Linked DNA regions of Mus musculus: all the other regions are linked to region 5. Evidence: chromatin contacts called from public promoter capture Hi-C data. All regions are on one chromosome and are shown on one strand. The core of a region is the stretch at or near the end of the contact, and the rest is flanking DNA. Distances in the headings are between cores, read along the strand shown.

What was found. Promoter capture Hi-C pulls out the DNA fragments that hold promoters and counts their contacts. Capture Hi-C pulls out chosen DNA fragments and counts their contacts.
Region 1: a promoter capture Hi-C map of liver shows a contact between it and region 5, with 2.5 times the contacts expected there. The contact joins the promoter of Pfkl here to the promoter of Smarcb1 in region 5. A contact is called at or near these places in 3 of 39 promoter capture datasets (the C10 cell line and liver).
Region 2: a contact with region 5 is called in a promoter capture Hi-C map of liver, with 2.8 times the contacts expected there. The contact joins the promoter of Gatd3a here to the promoter of Smarcb1 in region 5. A contact is called at or near these places in 6 of 39 promoter capture datasets (the 3T3-L1 cell line, cranial neural crest, hematopoietic stem and progenitor cells and 2 more) and 1 of 9 other capture datasets (liver).
Region 3: a promoter capture Hi-C map of embryonic stem cells shows a contact between it and region 5, with 3 times the contacts expected there. The contact joins the promoter of Agpat3 here to the promoter of Smarcb1 in region 5. A contact is called at or near these places in 2 of 39 promoter capture datasets (embryonic stem cells and liver).
Region 4: a contact with region 5 is called in a promoter capture Hi-C map of adipose tissue, with 4 times the contacts expected there. The contact joins the promoter of Syde1 here to the promoter of Smarcb1 in region 5. A contact is called at or near these places in 1 of 39 promoter capture datasets (liver) and 2 of 9 other capture datasets (adipose tissue and liver).

What each region holds. Positions count from the first base shown.
Region 1 is chr10:78,008,462-78,011,161 of GRCm38.p6, reverse strand. Pfkl (phosphofructokinase, liver, B-type) reads left to right here and starts at 1,355. Exons shown (of 22, transcript NM_008826.5): 1 at 1,355-1,563. The coding sequence starts at 1,479.
Region 2 is chr10:78,168,326-78,171,073 of GRCm38.p6, reverse strand. It overlaps Gatd3a (glutamine amidotransferase like class 1 domain containing 3A), which reads left to right and starts at 1,319. Exons shown (of 7, transcript NM_138601.3): 1 at 1,319-1,479; 2 at 1,649-1,701; 3 at 2,152-2,265. The coding sequence starts at 1,345. Pwp2 (PWP2 periodic tryptophan protein homolog (yeast)) reads left to right here. Exons shown (of 21, transcript NM_029546.2): 21 at 1-164.
Region 3 is chr10:78,350,429-78,353,161 of GRCm38.p6, reverse strand. It overlaps Agpat3 (1-acylglycerol-3-phosphate O-acyltransferase 3), which reads left to right and starts at 1,462. Exons shown (of 10, transcript NM_053014.3): 1 at 1,462-1,535. Gm40709 (a long non-coding RNA gene) reads right to left here and starts at 679. Exons shown (of 3, transcript XR_871856.3): 1 at 235-679.
Region 4 is chr10:78,590,549-78,593,248 of GRCm38.p6, reverse strand. Syde1 (synapse defective 1, Rho GTPase, homolog 1 (C. elegans)) reads left to right here and starts at 1,285. Exons shown (of 8, transcript NM_027875.1): 1 at 1,285-1,447. The coding sequence starts at 1,360. It overlaps Gm30346 (a long non-coding RNA gene), which reads right to left and starts at 1,208. Exons shown (of 3, transcript XR_380602.2): 1 at 769-1,208.
Region 5 is chr10:75,920,199-75,922,898 of GRCm38.p6, reverse strand. It overlaps Smarcb1 (SWI/SNF related, matrix associated, actin dependent regulator of chromatin, subfamily b, member 1), which reads left to right and starts at 1,285. Exons shown (of 9, transcript NM_011418.2): 1 at 1,285-1,596. The coding sequence starts at 1,504.

The DNA of each region.
Region 1 (2,700 bases), core at 106-2,605, 2.1 Mb before region 5:
CCATGTGGTTGTCAGGACTAGAACTCAGGACTTCTGGAAAAGCAGCCAGTGCTCTTAACCTCTGAGCCATATCTCCAGCCAAAACACCTCCCCACTCCCCACCAACAAAAGCCCTGTTATGTTCTTAGAATTTGAGTTAAACGGACCGCCCCTTCCTTCTTTCCTTTATTCCTTTTATCCCTGTTCTTGGTTTCTTTGTATAGCCTTGGCTGTCCTGAAATTTGCTCTATCGACCAAACTGACCTTCAAAGATCTGCCTGTCTCTGCTTCCTGAATGCTGGGATTAAAAGCGTGTGTCACCACTGCCAGACAATAAAAATAGCTCTTAAAGAATTTAGCAAAACCAGGCAAAAATCAACAAACTGTCAGGGTCAGATGGGGTACCCTCATCTCTGCAGGACAGCCCTACCATGGCAGCCCAGATCCAGCGCTCTGGACTGTGGGTAGCTTTCCTTGAGAGTCCTGGATCTGACCATTGCTCCACCAGCTTCGAATCCCTCTAACCAATCCTGAGGGGCTGGTTCCCCACTTTGTGCTCAGGCAAAGGCCACTCGCCTGAACCAGGAGCTGTGAGAGTTGAGAGAAGCGGCAGGTTTAGCAAATCACCCTGAAGTAAAAATGCTACGCTAAGTGTTTCTCTTTCCAAATCCCCAACTACATTCAGCAGTCGCGATGGGACGAATCGTGGCTATCGTCTCAGATACAACTGCAGCTTTCCTATGTTTTCTTTTGCTCTCTTTCTCCCTTTCTCCCTTTCTTTCTTTCTCTTTTTCTTTCTCTCTTTCTTTCTTTCTTTCTTTCTTTCTCTCTCTCTTTCCTTCTTTCTTTCTTTCTTTCTTTCTTTCTTTCTTTCTTTCTTTCTTTCTTTCTTTCTCCTTTTTTTGTTTGTTTGGCTTTTTTCCTTTTCCTTTTTTTTTTTAACTTCGGCTCGAAGGAGACTGTTGCAAGCCTAAATCAACTCAAGGAGCGGCTTAGGAATTCTCACCCAAGCCACACCTGCATCCCCGGATGCTGGCCAAGTGGGATTTAAAATGCCCGTGAGACTTGGCTACAGGTTTCCTTTAACAGCGCCTGGACAGATGTAAAATCAGCTTGCTGTAGCATGAACTCCACTTGCCCAGAAACTTCAGTCAGGCTCAGGTTGTGAACTTCATTTGGTGAGGACGTTGATCCTAGCTGCTGGGTACCTGGGGAGTTCGGTGGCGGGCCTGGGGAACCAGGGTTCCGGAACCGCTGCGCAGACATTTGTAGACTGGCGTGCGCTCCGCCTTTCTTAGCGCAGCTACCTTCTCCAGCAGCCACTAGAGGGGCGACCAGGTCCCCGAGCCTGTCAGTCAAACGTTATACTGGGGGCGGAGCCGGGGCGGGGCGGGACAAACCGGGTACACAGGCAGGCGCACGGGGCGGGGACAGGCGACAGCGGCGCGGAACGCAGAGCGGCGGGAGAGGAGCTTGGGCTCCTGGTCTCCGCTGCCGCCATGGCTACCGTGGACCTGGAGAAACTGCGGATGTCGGGGGCTGGCAAGGCCATTGGAGTGCTGACCAGCGGCGGTGATGCGCAAGGTGATGGGACGCGGGGGCGTGTTTAGGGATGGATCTGGGGTTTCTGCCTGTCCTCGGAACCCTTCGGGCTTGTCCACTGCCCCTCGCCTAGGGATCTGGGGTGTACTTGGCCAGCCAATCTCCTGTGGAGCACCGTGGCTTCAGGTCCCTGTCCCCAAGCTCCGCCCCGGGTAGCTGGCGTACGTGCTGCAGGCCACGGGCCTTGGCACGCCCCGCCCTCGCGCTGCCTAGGTCCGCCCGGTTTGGGGGTGTGTCCGCGCAGCACGCAGACTTAGGGCACCGGGCTATTCCTTTCTAGGCCACACGTGTCAGGACCTCTAAGAGAAGCACAGCCGGCCAAGTTTCACAGGCCGGAATTTGAAAGGATCAGGGACCCTGTACCCTCCCCCGTGCAGCCTGTGATTCCTACCTTCTCTGTACTGGGATGGGGTGAGACTGAGGCAGGCTTGCCCACACGCCTTTGCCTGGGCTGCTTCCTGTCCCTTGGATGGAGACTTAAGTGGAGAACAGAGGGCGTGGAGCGGGGGTATTTTTTTACCGGTGTAACAGGGCAAGCACCACAGGGCTAATAGTTGAGGGTGCACAGCCTCTTCTCGGCCTGGTAAGGCTAGGGAAAAGTCTGGGCTTGGGAGGATCTGCCCTCTTCTCAGCCCCTCTCTTGGTGGCCTGGTTCCAGGCTGACTGCTGATGTGCGAAGTCTGTGGCTCTAGTTGGGTCCGGCTGAAAAGAAATACTACCCAGTTGGGGGCTGAGGAAGACACGTGGAGCTTCAAGGGGCTTGGCTTCCCTGAGCACTGCAGTTGAGCTTCGCCATTTCCTTCCAAACATTTCAGGAAATACAGACACACATGCTCCTAAGCGGGGTTCCTGACTGCCCAGCCCTTACCTAAGAGATCGGTAGGAACAACACAGGATAGATACATCTTACAAGCATGATTGCAAGTCCAGGAAGGCAGGAAAAAATGTCACTCTGACTCCCATAATGCTGGAAATCTCAAATCTCTGTTGGGTCCCCTGGGCCTGGTCTAGGCTGGCAGTCAGCATACCCTTTTTCAGGGCTGTTTCAGCTTGTACATCCCAGTGCTGTCACTGAGACTGGGCCGGGGACCTGTGGAAGAATCACCCATGGTAGTGGAC
Region 2 (2,748 bases), core at 70-2,569, 2.2 Mb before region 5:
CTGTTCTGCAGAGCATTTCTCTGTGTAGCTTGGGGTAGAAAAGGAAACTGCTTCTTATGTGCCCAGGGACAGCCAGGCCCCTGGCCGCCCAGACAAGGACCCGCTTGTTTTGGTGCCATCTTGGGATCCCCATCTGCAGTACAAATACAGTTTTATGAAGCTTTACTGGTTTTGTCTGTGTGTGGTATGAATGTGGAACTGAGGGCCCAGGGAAGGGCAGGCAAGTAGTGCTGAACCATGCTTCAGCCATCACCATACATCTCATACATCTCATCCAGTTTAATTCTCATACCAGAAACTGGGCTCAGTTTGGAGTATTTTACAAGTCTGCTCCGTGGTAACCATGCCCACTCCACCCCTGTGGACAGCCAGATGCAAATTGCCTGACACTGCTCCACCCCTCCCCCCAACTACTGTCCCCTGAAACTGAATAATCCCTGACTCGCTGTAATGGTGTTGGGCCACCAAACCCACTTCTGTATGCTCCCTGGCTTCTGCATATACTGTGCATCCCAGGCCTAAATGTCTCCTAAATGTGAAAGGGTTCCCATCTTAAGATGGGAACACCCAGCAGCTAATTATCCCTAGGAGTTGAGAGAAGCCAGGTCACCTTTGACAGCCTTCACTGTGGCTAGGGAGAGGCAGTGAAACTCTGGGAGTTATCTGGTCATTACCCCGATGGACACCGGACTGTATGCAACTATAGCAATCACATTGATTCAAAATAGGAAATGGAAGGTACGATGCTCAGCTCAGCTCTTCACTGAATCGTGACTGGCAGAACTGTGGCCTGTGAGGAAGCTGCAGAGGTACCCAGAACACAATGGCAGGAGCAATTTACGATTGCACCGTGAGGGCGCGGGGCTTGCTCTGACCCCGTTATTTAAAATCAGTTTTTAGTCATTGCATAGACTGGAATTGCAATAGGTAGTCAAGGTGGCCTACACCAAGATGAGCGCCCTTCAAACATTAACTAGGCAGACCGGGCCGCTCAACAAGGTCGATCGCAGGAAGGTCCTAACCTGGCATACTTGCTTGCTTGCCCTCTCAAAACCGAGAAGAGGCGTGTCCCAGCTCGGTCGGTCATTGAGCTGGAGAAGTCCAGCCAACCGGTCTCTTAGGTGAGGGGGGGCGTGTCCTGAGATCTGTGGCCCCTCCCTCCCGCTAGTCCTCCAGGGAAAAAGGTGCTGGGTTTCCCGTACGCCGTCGGTCACTGCGCAGGCGCGGCCCCACCCACTGGCCCTCTCCAGAAAGGGGTTGTTACGCGCTCCTCCATTGGCCAGGCGCGACCCCGCCCCACGGCGCACGTTCTCCTGACACCACTGTGGCTGGCTGCCCTTCGTGATGGCTGCCGTCAGGGTTTTGGTGGCGCCAAGGCTGGCTTCTGCGCTCCTACCGCTCTCCAGATACCACCGGGCTCCCTCCCAGCGCGCAGCCCTTCACAGCTCCGCACCGCGGCCCGGGGCCAGGGTGGCGTTGGTGAGTGCAGAGCCAGACTCCCAGGCCGAGTGCCTTCCCTTGCTAGGTCCCCGCAGCCTGGGGTCGACCAGCTGTCCGCCCAAGGTCGGCTCTTGGTGGGGTTCAGCCTCCCCTCCCTCGGTAATTGCGTGTTGGGCCCTCGCCCTCGTCAGTGCCTCTCTTCCTGCAGGTGCTGTCGGGCTGTGGAGTCTATGACGGAACCGAGATCCATGAGGCCTCAGCGTAAGTCCTCAGAGTTTGTAAACACTCTCTTGGTTTAAAAGGCAGAAATGGCCAGAGGGTGACCAAGCGCAGTGGGTTCACATCGTGATAAGTCCAAAGCCAAAGTTAGCACAGCCAAGACACAAAAGATGCCACCCGGACCCTGGGTGAAGGCAGAATGCCTGGCAGCAAGCTGGGGTCTTGAACATACCCAAAATGCAACACCTGCGGAGTCAACAACCCTCGCTGCTCATCAGTCAGTAAAAGGATGCCTTGCCTACTTATTCTGGTTCTACCCTTACCTTGCAGAAGTCTGTAAGCGGCAGGAGCCGTGCCTTCGTAAAAGCAACTAGGTGTCCTATAAACTAGGAATTCCCCAGCACTTGGTGCCAGTCCATCTGTAAAATCGTCATGCTGTGAGGCCGGAGGACACATTTGGAAGTGATGTCTTTGTGGATTTTCTTCATATAGGATCCTGGTGCACCTGAGCCGAGGCGGGGCTGAGGTCCAGATCTTTGCTCCCGATGTCCCTCAGATGCACGTGATTGACCACACCAAGGGGGAGCCTTCTGAGAGGGAAAGCAGGTATGGGTAGGGAAAGGACCTTACAAGAGCCCTGTTCCCATGAGCAGCTCCTGTACTGTAGCCTTCCTGATTATGTGATCAAGTGTCTGTCCCTCAAAGCAACTGTCATCCGGCTGTTCTGGAAATACATGGCCATGGGCCAAATGTTTCTGACCTCCCCGTGACCGTTACAGGGGTAGCAGTAGCCTTTGGGTGTGAGGTGGTCATGCTCTGCTCTGGCTAGTCCCTGTGTGGTACTGTGTTCCCTTTATCTTGTTGCTTTGTTTTTGGCAGGGAGGGGTTGTTTGTTTTGTTTTGTTTTCCCAAAGTTTCTCTATGTAGAGAGACTGTCCTGGAACACACTCTGTAGACCAGGCTGGCTTTGAACTCTGATCCTCCTGCCTCTGCCTACTGAGTGCTGGGATAAGAGGCATACTCCACCACTGCCTCGGGTTTTTGTTTTTGTTGTTTGTTTGAGACAGAGTCTGTTTGGCCCTCACAGGC
Region 3 (2,733 bases), core at 213-2,712, 2.4 Mb before region 5:
ATAAATAAATCAAAGGGTACAGCACGTGGGAGTGAAAAGCGATCCTGGTGCCTTACCAGGCACTGGGGACAATCCTACAGGATTCCAGGATGGGATCCTTACTTGGGGGCAGGATGGGGTGTGTGTTGGGAGTGGGGTCCAGGAGGATAAGGGAAATGGGGTCTAATTAATTGGCGGGGAACCCCCAAATTTCCAGGCGTCCCCAGGAGGACTCAGAAGGAAGGGGAGTCTAACCTGAGCCATCAAAACATCCTGGGTCTCAAGGGGACCTCCGGGACTGGGAAGGGGTCTAGGCTGAGGCTCAGAATGATTTCAGGAGGCTGAACGGAGGCAAATCCAGGCTGGGCCTAGGAATATTCCAGTTCTTGGGGGAGGCAACCCAGGAGGACTCCAGGGAACCATCGGGGGTCCAAGTACGGCCCAGGAACACCCCGAAGAACTTCAGGGGGACAAGGGGATCCAGGCTGGGCCCAGGAACACCGCAGTACCCCAGAAGGACTTCAGTGGGCTAAAAGAGGGGATTCAAGCTGGGCCCAGGAACACCCCAGTGGGACTCCGGAGGACCGCAGGCAGCTGAAAGGGAGTCGGACTGGGTCTAGGAACATCCCGCTGGCCAGGGAGGGTGGAGGCTGCTCCCGCGGGGCGCGCCTCGCGTCCCCTCCCCCGCTTGCTGTCCGTTGGCCGAGGCGGTCGCCGCTGCGCCGCGGGCCGCGACTCCTCCCCCGCGCGTCGGTCCGCGCGTGTCCCCGCGTCCCCGCGCCTGGCGTCCCGCGCCGGCGGAACTGTGGGATCGCCGCGCACAGGAAGTGGCGGCGGCGCCGAGGCGGAGGGCGGCGATGGGGGCCCGGGGCGGCGGGCGCCGCACTCGCTGAGGCCCCGACGCAGGGCCGGGCCGGGCCCAGGCCGCGCGCGCCCGACGCGAGAACCGCGACCAGCAGGTGGAGTGCAGGTGAGCCGCGCCGAGCCCGGCCGAGCCGCCGGAGGTCGTCCCCCGCCCGCGGTCGCCGGGCCCCGCCGCAGTGGCCGGCTGCGCTCCGCGGGGCGCGCGGCCTGGAGAGCGCGGCGCCTGGAGGCTCCGGGTCCCGCCCGGCCCCTGTGCGGCCTGCCCGGCCCGCCGGTGCTGTGCGGGGTGCGCGGCGGCCTGGGGATGCGGGCGATCGGGTAGAGATGGGGATGCGGGGCCCGACGAGAGGGCCTGGGCGGCCTTGGGGCCCCTCTCCGGGGGGAACCTTGCTCGGCTCCCGGCTCCTCGCTCTGGGGGAGCCCCCCATGCCTGATTTCGGGGCCCTGTGGGCTAGTTTCACTTTTTTGCTTGCTCAACGCGGAGGGAGGGCTGCAGGTGGGACGCCCTGGAGGAAGGTGCGAGGGCTCGGTTGTTGTTGTTTTTTTTTTTTCTTGACTTTGGCGTTTGAGACCAAAGGCCGACTGTGAATTTCCACGTTTCACTCAGGCGCTGGGGTCATTCAGTAACCAGAGCCTCTGGAGGAAAACACCTGTCCACGGTGGGCCTGGAGCCCCGGAGCAGTTGACCCCAGGTACCTACGACAGGAGGATTGTGAACACTTAAGCTGGGTGGAAAATATATTCAGGTTTCCTTTTTAACTTCGAGAGAAGTTTAGGGGCACAGGGAAATGATTTTAGAAATGGCCTTTCAAACCTAACTTTTTAAAGCAGTGTGGAAAGTCTTCTCTAAGAGAATACTTAAGAGACTGGGTTCTTCTTCCTGGGAAACGAGAAGGCTACTTGGATTTGAGACAGATTGGAATGACTCGTCCAGAGCCAAGATCTTGGATTCTGGGATTGGACACAGGGTGCCGGTTGGGGGTGCTGGGTTGGTGGCTGTTGGAACTGAGTGGAAGCAGCTCTTTCTGCTTCGATGACATTGGGAAATGGACTGTGCCCCTTTCAAAGGGGTCTCTGTGCACTTTGATCACTCCCTTACTGTCCCTTCCCCTTATTAGGTAAGCAGGACTCCTTCCAACTTTAGGATTTAGCCTATAAGATTGATTCCTAGTATCACACTCTGTGCTTTGTAATTACGTTGTTTCCAAAGGCAGTTACATGCAATGGCTTTGCCAGCCTCTCTTTGGTCTTGGTGGCATGTGCTCCTCAGCATGGCTATGTTCAGCAGGTGGATGTCAGCTGGATGTCTGACCTAACTCAGTCTGGACCTACTGGAGGCCTTGTGTGTGGCCCCCACCTGCTCTTATCTGTACAGCAGCAGGGCAGAAGGTCTAGGTCTTAGAAGTTGCCTGTGGAATTGGTGGGAAGTGGGTTAAATACAGTGTCTCCTAGGGAAGGAAGATGGGAGGGATGCTGGAAATGAAGGGAGGTCTCTGTCTCACCCTAAGCTGCTCCCAGATAACAGGCCCAGCACCTGGGAAGGACAGTGCCTGTGTGTTCTAGGGGACTGGGGAAACTGAACAGAAAGTAACTGATCTACTTCAGAAGTTACAAAAGGAGCATCTACTGCAGTAGAGGAGTTGTTTACTTCTTTTCTGGGGCATATAGCTGCGACTCTGTGCTAACAGACTCTGAAACACACTGGGGTCTGAGGAGCAAGGCTAGCCACTTGTCCTGGATTATGTCACAAATCTCCACAGCCAGAATTTAAATGAAGAGCAAAGGGACTCTGATTTCCTCCAGCCCAGTCAGGGTAGTAAAAATCTGTATACATCTGTCTCTGGCCCACTTGGAGGCAGGTAGGGCATAGTAAGATCTTTGTATAGTATG
Region 4 (2,700 bases), core at 36-2,535, 2.7 Mb before region 5:
ATTGTTCTCTTACTCAATGAGTACATAGGAGGCTAGCAGTCGTGGGTGACTTCCAGGTGTGGTATTATCTCTGGCTGTAAGGTCTAGCAAAAGTTCCAGTCTCTTAGAATGTACTAGATCTTTTCAAACTATTGCAGCACCACAGTTTCTCCTCCCACATGTGCCTGGATAAGCAAAGCTGGGCAGGTCTTCCTTCTACTCATCTGCACTCTTAACTTTTAGACGCCTGCATACCCACCAATTACCACAAAACTACTGAACTGGGAGGAAGCCAAGGACACAGAGGTGTCCACATAGGTGCTTAGTCCACTATCCCAGTGGAGGTCCAGCCTGTGTCTGGCACCAGTTAAGAGACCTGAACTTTAGTTGTGCCACAGTTCATGTGTTGAAAGTTTAGTCCTCTATGTGGCCCTGTTAATAGGCTAGTCATGGTGAAAGGAGCCTATCGGCGGGAGTTGGCCTTCAGAAGACGGTTCTGTGAGACCAAATTAGCAGTTAAAAGTGCTTGTTTCCCAGCCGTTTCTGGGCACCCACACACACACCCCGATCCATGTGCCATACACACAGAAGCACACACATATTCATAATAAAAAGTAAACTTAAGTTGTAAGAATCAGCCCAAACCTAAGATTTTTTTTTCTCTTCCTGTCTTAAGGAGTGCTGCTAGGACATCAACATGAACTCAGTCTACTTTAGAAAGTTGTCCAGCCTCCGGTATTTCAGTACTAAATAAAAAATAATAATACAACCTCCGATTTCACCACTTACTTTCGAGATACACCTATCCTTGCTGTGTTCTCGACTGAGTAGAGATCAGCAGACTGCATCGTCTATATCGCGTCCATGTTCCTGACAGTGAGCATCCCGGCTGTCTGAAACCACTAAGCTTGAGGGTCAATAAGCAGCAATAGTAACTTGAGTTGGGGGCATTTGGGGTTCCCAAGGAAAGATCGTGGTCGAGGTACTGGGTGATGTGGGGATGGATGGACGGACAGGAGGAAAGACATGAGCTGATGTGTGCCTTGGATGCGGTTTGGGGGAGCCGACAGAATGTGCTGCATGCCATCACACAAGGAGGATGGTTATGGGGGGCCCAGCCTATGCCATGACATTCATAGTTGAAGAGTTAGATCAGCCCAGCACCCCATCATGTCCCCTCCCGGCCCCAGGCGACTACATCTCCCAGCATCGCCTGCTCGGGCCGCGGGAAAGGAAAAGAAAAAAAAAAAAAAAAAGTTAAGGCCAAGCATTCCCGGAATGCGCTTCCTGCTGGAGCGGGCCGGTGGGGGGGGGGGGGTAGGCGGGCGGGGCGGGCGGCCGCAGCCCCGGGGCGCGCACTCGGCCGGCCGCGGCCCAAGCATGGCCGAGCCGCTGCTCAGGAAGACCTTCTCCCGCCTGCGGGGTCGTGAGAAACTTCCTCGAAAAAAGTCAGAAGCCAAGGACCGCGGTGAGTGCGGGGACTCTCGGAAAGTAAGAGAAGGGAGCCCCACTCAGCCTCAGATCCCCAGGTCCCCGGTAGGGTACGCAGCGGGACCTAGTGGGTAAGCCGGGAGCGAGCCCTGATGCAAGAGAGGAATATGCACCGGATCTTTGTAAGGCTGGGGGGCTGGGGCGGGGGGCACGGACCGTTATGTGCAGCTGGCCTGAGATGCCAGCCCCAGGGATCCTTGCAAGGCCCCGCAGGGGGGCCTCACCCCTGACAGGAAATGGGGCCTCGAAGGGGCGCCCAGAGAGTGGCGGGGCAGGGGCGGGAGGTGAGGACAGCTGTGTGGCATCGACATGGCTGGGTGGTGGGCACCTCTCCTGGGTACACACTCCTGTACTAAAGAGAGGTCGTGCGGGGTTATATTTATTATTGCAGTCTTTTCCCCAATTCCATGCCACCATCGCTCCAGAGGCTGCAGCCGCACCTACTGTGGCCAGCCCCAAGAAACCGTCCTGTTTATTAAGACAGAGAAACTGAGGCACGTGGTTGTTGGGTGATTTGTCCCGGGCCTGTGAACTGACTTTAAACAATCCTCTGGACTATGCTACTGATGACAGAGACCTGAAACAGAGGGCCAAAGGGTGGAAATAGAAGATCCTTAAATCTGGGGGTCCACAGACAGCAAGAATGAAATGGAAAGGAACGAAAGCTGTATGGGTAGGGGGCTTCGGAAGGAAGCAGTTAAAGGAGGGAGGCCACTATACCAAGGACCTGACTCTTCCTCCCGGGCCGTTCCCAGGGCATCCCAAGGGTCCCAGGGCCAGAGAAGGGATCCGGGTGCCCACACATAAACACACACAGGAAATCGACCATGATGTCAGAGAAAGTAGAGCCAAGATAAGGGGGGCGGGGTAACGGGGCACTGACTGTAGAAATCTGGCTTGGGCTGAGGGGCAAGATCCAAGAGAACTTGTGGGCAGGATTTGGGAAATGGGAAAAGGGTGCTGAATGAAAAAGAAACCAGCGTTCCCTGCCCTGCCTTCCCAGCAGCAGCTACTAGGGCCTTGAGCAGGGCTACAGATCCTATTGTCTAAAGTTGCTTCTCACACTGAGCTCCAAGCTGGAAGGGGGTCGAGAAGAGAATATGATAATACTGAATCTCCTCATAAACAAGACATGGAGCATCAGGAAAAATGCCTTGCTCAAGGCCACTCAATGAGAAGGGGCAGGCGTAAGATTCTAGGATTAATGGAATGTCTGGGAGAGGGGTGACA
Region 5 (2,700 bases), core at 36-2,535:
GAGCCACCCCTGGCCCTTAACCCTCTGGTTCCCATGGCTGTGAGATCAGTGGGCAAACTCCTGGTTACCACAGCCTTTCCTAGTTCTTTAACATCTCCTTCATCATGACCCCAGTCACAATTGCAGTCTCATTAGACTGACCCTTATGAAGCTGGCCACTGTTTGTCCTGCTGCTTTCAGAGAAGTGTTTGTATTTTGCACATCCCACCATGCCCCCACCTCCCCTACACTAGGTTGTTAGTCCCTTTGCTCCCATACACAATGTCACTTTTACTTTAATGTTCTGTGGAATACATATTTTATGTATCTAAGGAAAATCTAGAAAGCACAAATGAGAGAAAACGTATTTGTCTTTCTGAGACTGGCCTGATTTGTTTAATATGATATCTTAGTTGCATCCATTTTCCTGAAAACAATGTAATTTCACTTTTGTGGCTGAAAAACAAAAAACACATGTACACACATTTCACACTCTTTTTTGTTTTCTGGGACAGAGTTGCTCAACATATCCCTGACTGTCTTGGAACTGAAGCTAAAAGCTTGCACCACCACACCCAGCCTAGACTACATTTTCTTCATCCATTCCTCTATTGTTGAATAGCTACCTAGGCTAGGCTATAACTTAAGCTCCTGTAATAGTGCTACAATAAACATTAAACATTTTGGAGTCACGGCTCTGTTCAACAGGGGGTGGACTGCTTGGACACGTTCCAGAAGCACTGTCTTCTCTCGGGGCTGTTATGCCCCAAGGCGGGCAGAGGCACAGACCAGGGCTGGGCTTGTGGGCACCAAGCTTGCAGAGGTAAGGAAGGAATGCAAGTGCCTCCTCCCGTTCATCTGGCACATCACCTAGATCTTTGAATAGTACCAACCTCCATCCAGTATTGTCATTCTTCCCATCCCTACTGCCTCGGGAACTGCTGTTGGCCTGGAGTGGATAGCTAGCTATTCCTAACGCACTTTCGGGTGGAAAACCTGAGGCGCTAGCGTGGGGTCGCCATGCCCACCCAGCTTCCCTCGGGCTTCCAGATAGAGCGGTCCTTCTCCTCGCTTAACGTCTCATTTTTTTCCTTCATCCCGGGGCGGAGTGCCAGCTCTGGCTATGCGACTAGGAAAGCTACCGCCTGAGTCAGGGCCTCAGTGGCTATTTCGGTCGCTGAGAGGTTTTCCTCCTTACCCGCCCAGGGAGGAAGCCTAGGAAGCAAAAAAGAACTCGGGTCCCTTTAAGGGCTTGCGGGAACGCGCTCGGCCTTGAGTCGCGCAGGCTGCGGCGCGCACGTTAGCGTCAGCTTCTCCACGCATGCGCACCGAGGGCGGCCTGCTCGTTGCAGAGACGGCCAAGGAGCCCAGTAGTGACACGAGCGCTCGCCCGGTTCGCCCGGCTTGCCCTGCCCGACCTTCACCTCCAGGCCTCCGTTCCTTTCGGTCCGACGCGCCTCGGCCCCGCCCTAGCCCACCGGATTCTTTCCAGCTCGACCCCGGCTGCCGGTTTCCCCCGCCGCCATGATGATGATGGCGTTGAGCAAGACCTTCGGGCAGAAGCCCGTCAAGTTTCAGCTGGAGGACGACGGGGAGTTCTACATGATCGGCTCCGAGGTAGCCCGCGGCGCGTTCTCGGCTTCCCGGGCAGCGGCTGGCCGGCTCGAGTCCCGGGGCGGGCTAGTGCTCCCCGAGAGCGCGCCTCCATTCATCGCGGAGGCGGGCGCGTGCTCGCAGCTGGGGCGTGGCCTGGTGGGCGTGGCCGGTCCCGCCTGGACCGTCCTGGGTTTTCTTTACCCACTTAACGTTGTTCAGACCCTAAGCATCTGTCCTAGCTTAGAGCGTCGAGCCGGTACACTCTAGGCAGATGGGGAAAGGATGTTCGGGAAGCCCCTGGGCGCTTGGAAGTGGAGGTGCAACACTGCCCTTGAACCCTTTGGCAGCTCTCGTGCACCCCACTGCCCCGGTCTCGAAATCTCTACTTGTAAGCCCGAAGCTTAGGAAAGCCTCTTCCCCTTTGTGTTGTTGCTTGCGAGGTGGACTGCAGAGAGCTTTTATGATGTTTAGAAAGTGATTGGACATGTTTGCTTTTGAGTGGATTGAGGCCCTGAGGTCGGAAGCACTAACGTTTTGGAGATCAGTGAACTAATTTTGAGTTTTTATAGGGGATAAATCTGAAGGGTCGCTAACCCAGAACCCAGAGCTAGAAGAGACAGCTTCTGTGCAGTCAGGTGGACAGGGTTCCTTAGGATCGCACCTGTGCGCCAGCCACTACCCTTTTCACAGGGGTCGCATATCAAAGATCCTGCATATTAGGTATTTACATTATGATTCGTAACTGTAGCAAAAATTAGAGTTATGAAGTAGCAACGAAAAAAGTTTATGGTGGAGGGGGTCATTACAACATGAGAAACTGTATTAAAGGGTCACAGCATTAGGAAGGTTGAGAACCACAACCTTAGAAAATCCCTTCAATTAACCCTAGAGACCAGCCAAATCTTTGTGTTTTTTTGTTTTTTTTGTTTTTCTTTTCTTTTTCTTCTTCGAGACAGTTTCTCTGTGTAGCCCTGGCTGTCCTGGAACTCACTCTGTAGACCAGGCTGGCAGAAATGTGCCTGCCTCTGCCTCCTGAGTGCTGGGATTAAAGGCGTGTGCCACCACTGCTCAGCTGAAATTTCTTTCTTTCTACCTTTTTTTTTTTTTTTTTTTTTTTTGGTGCAG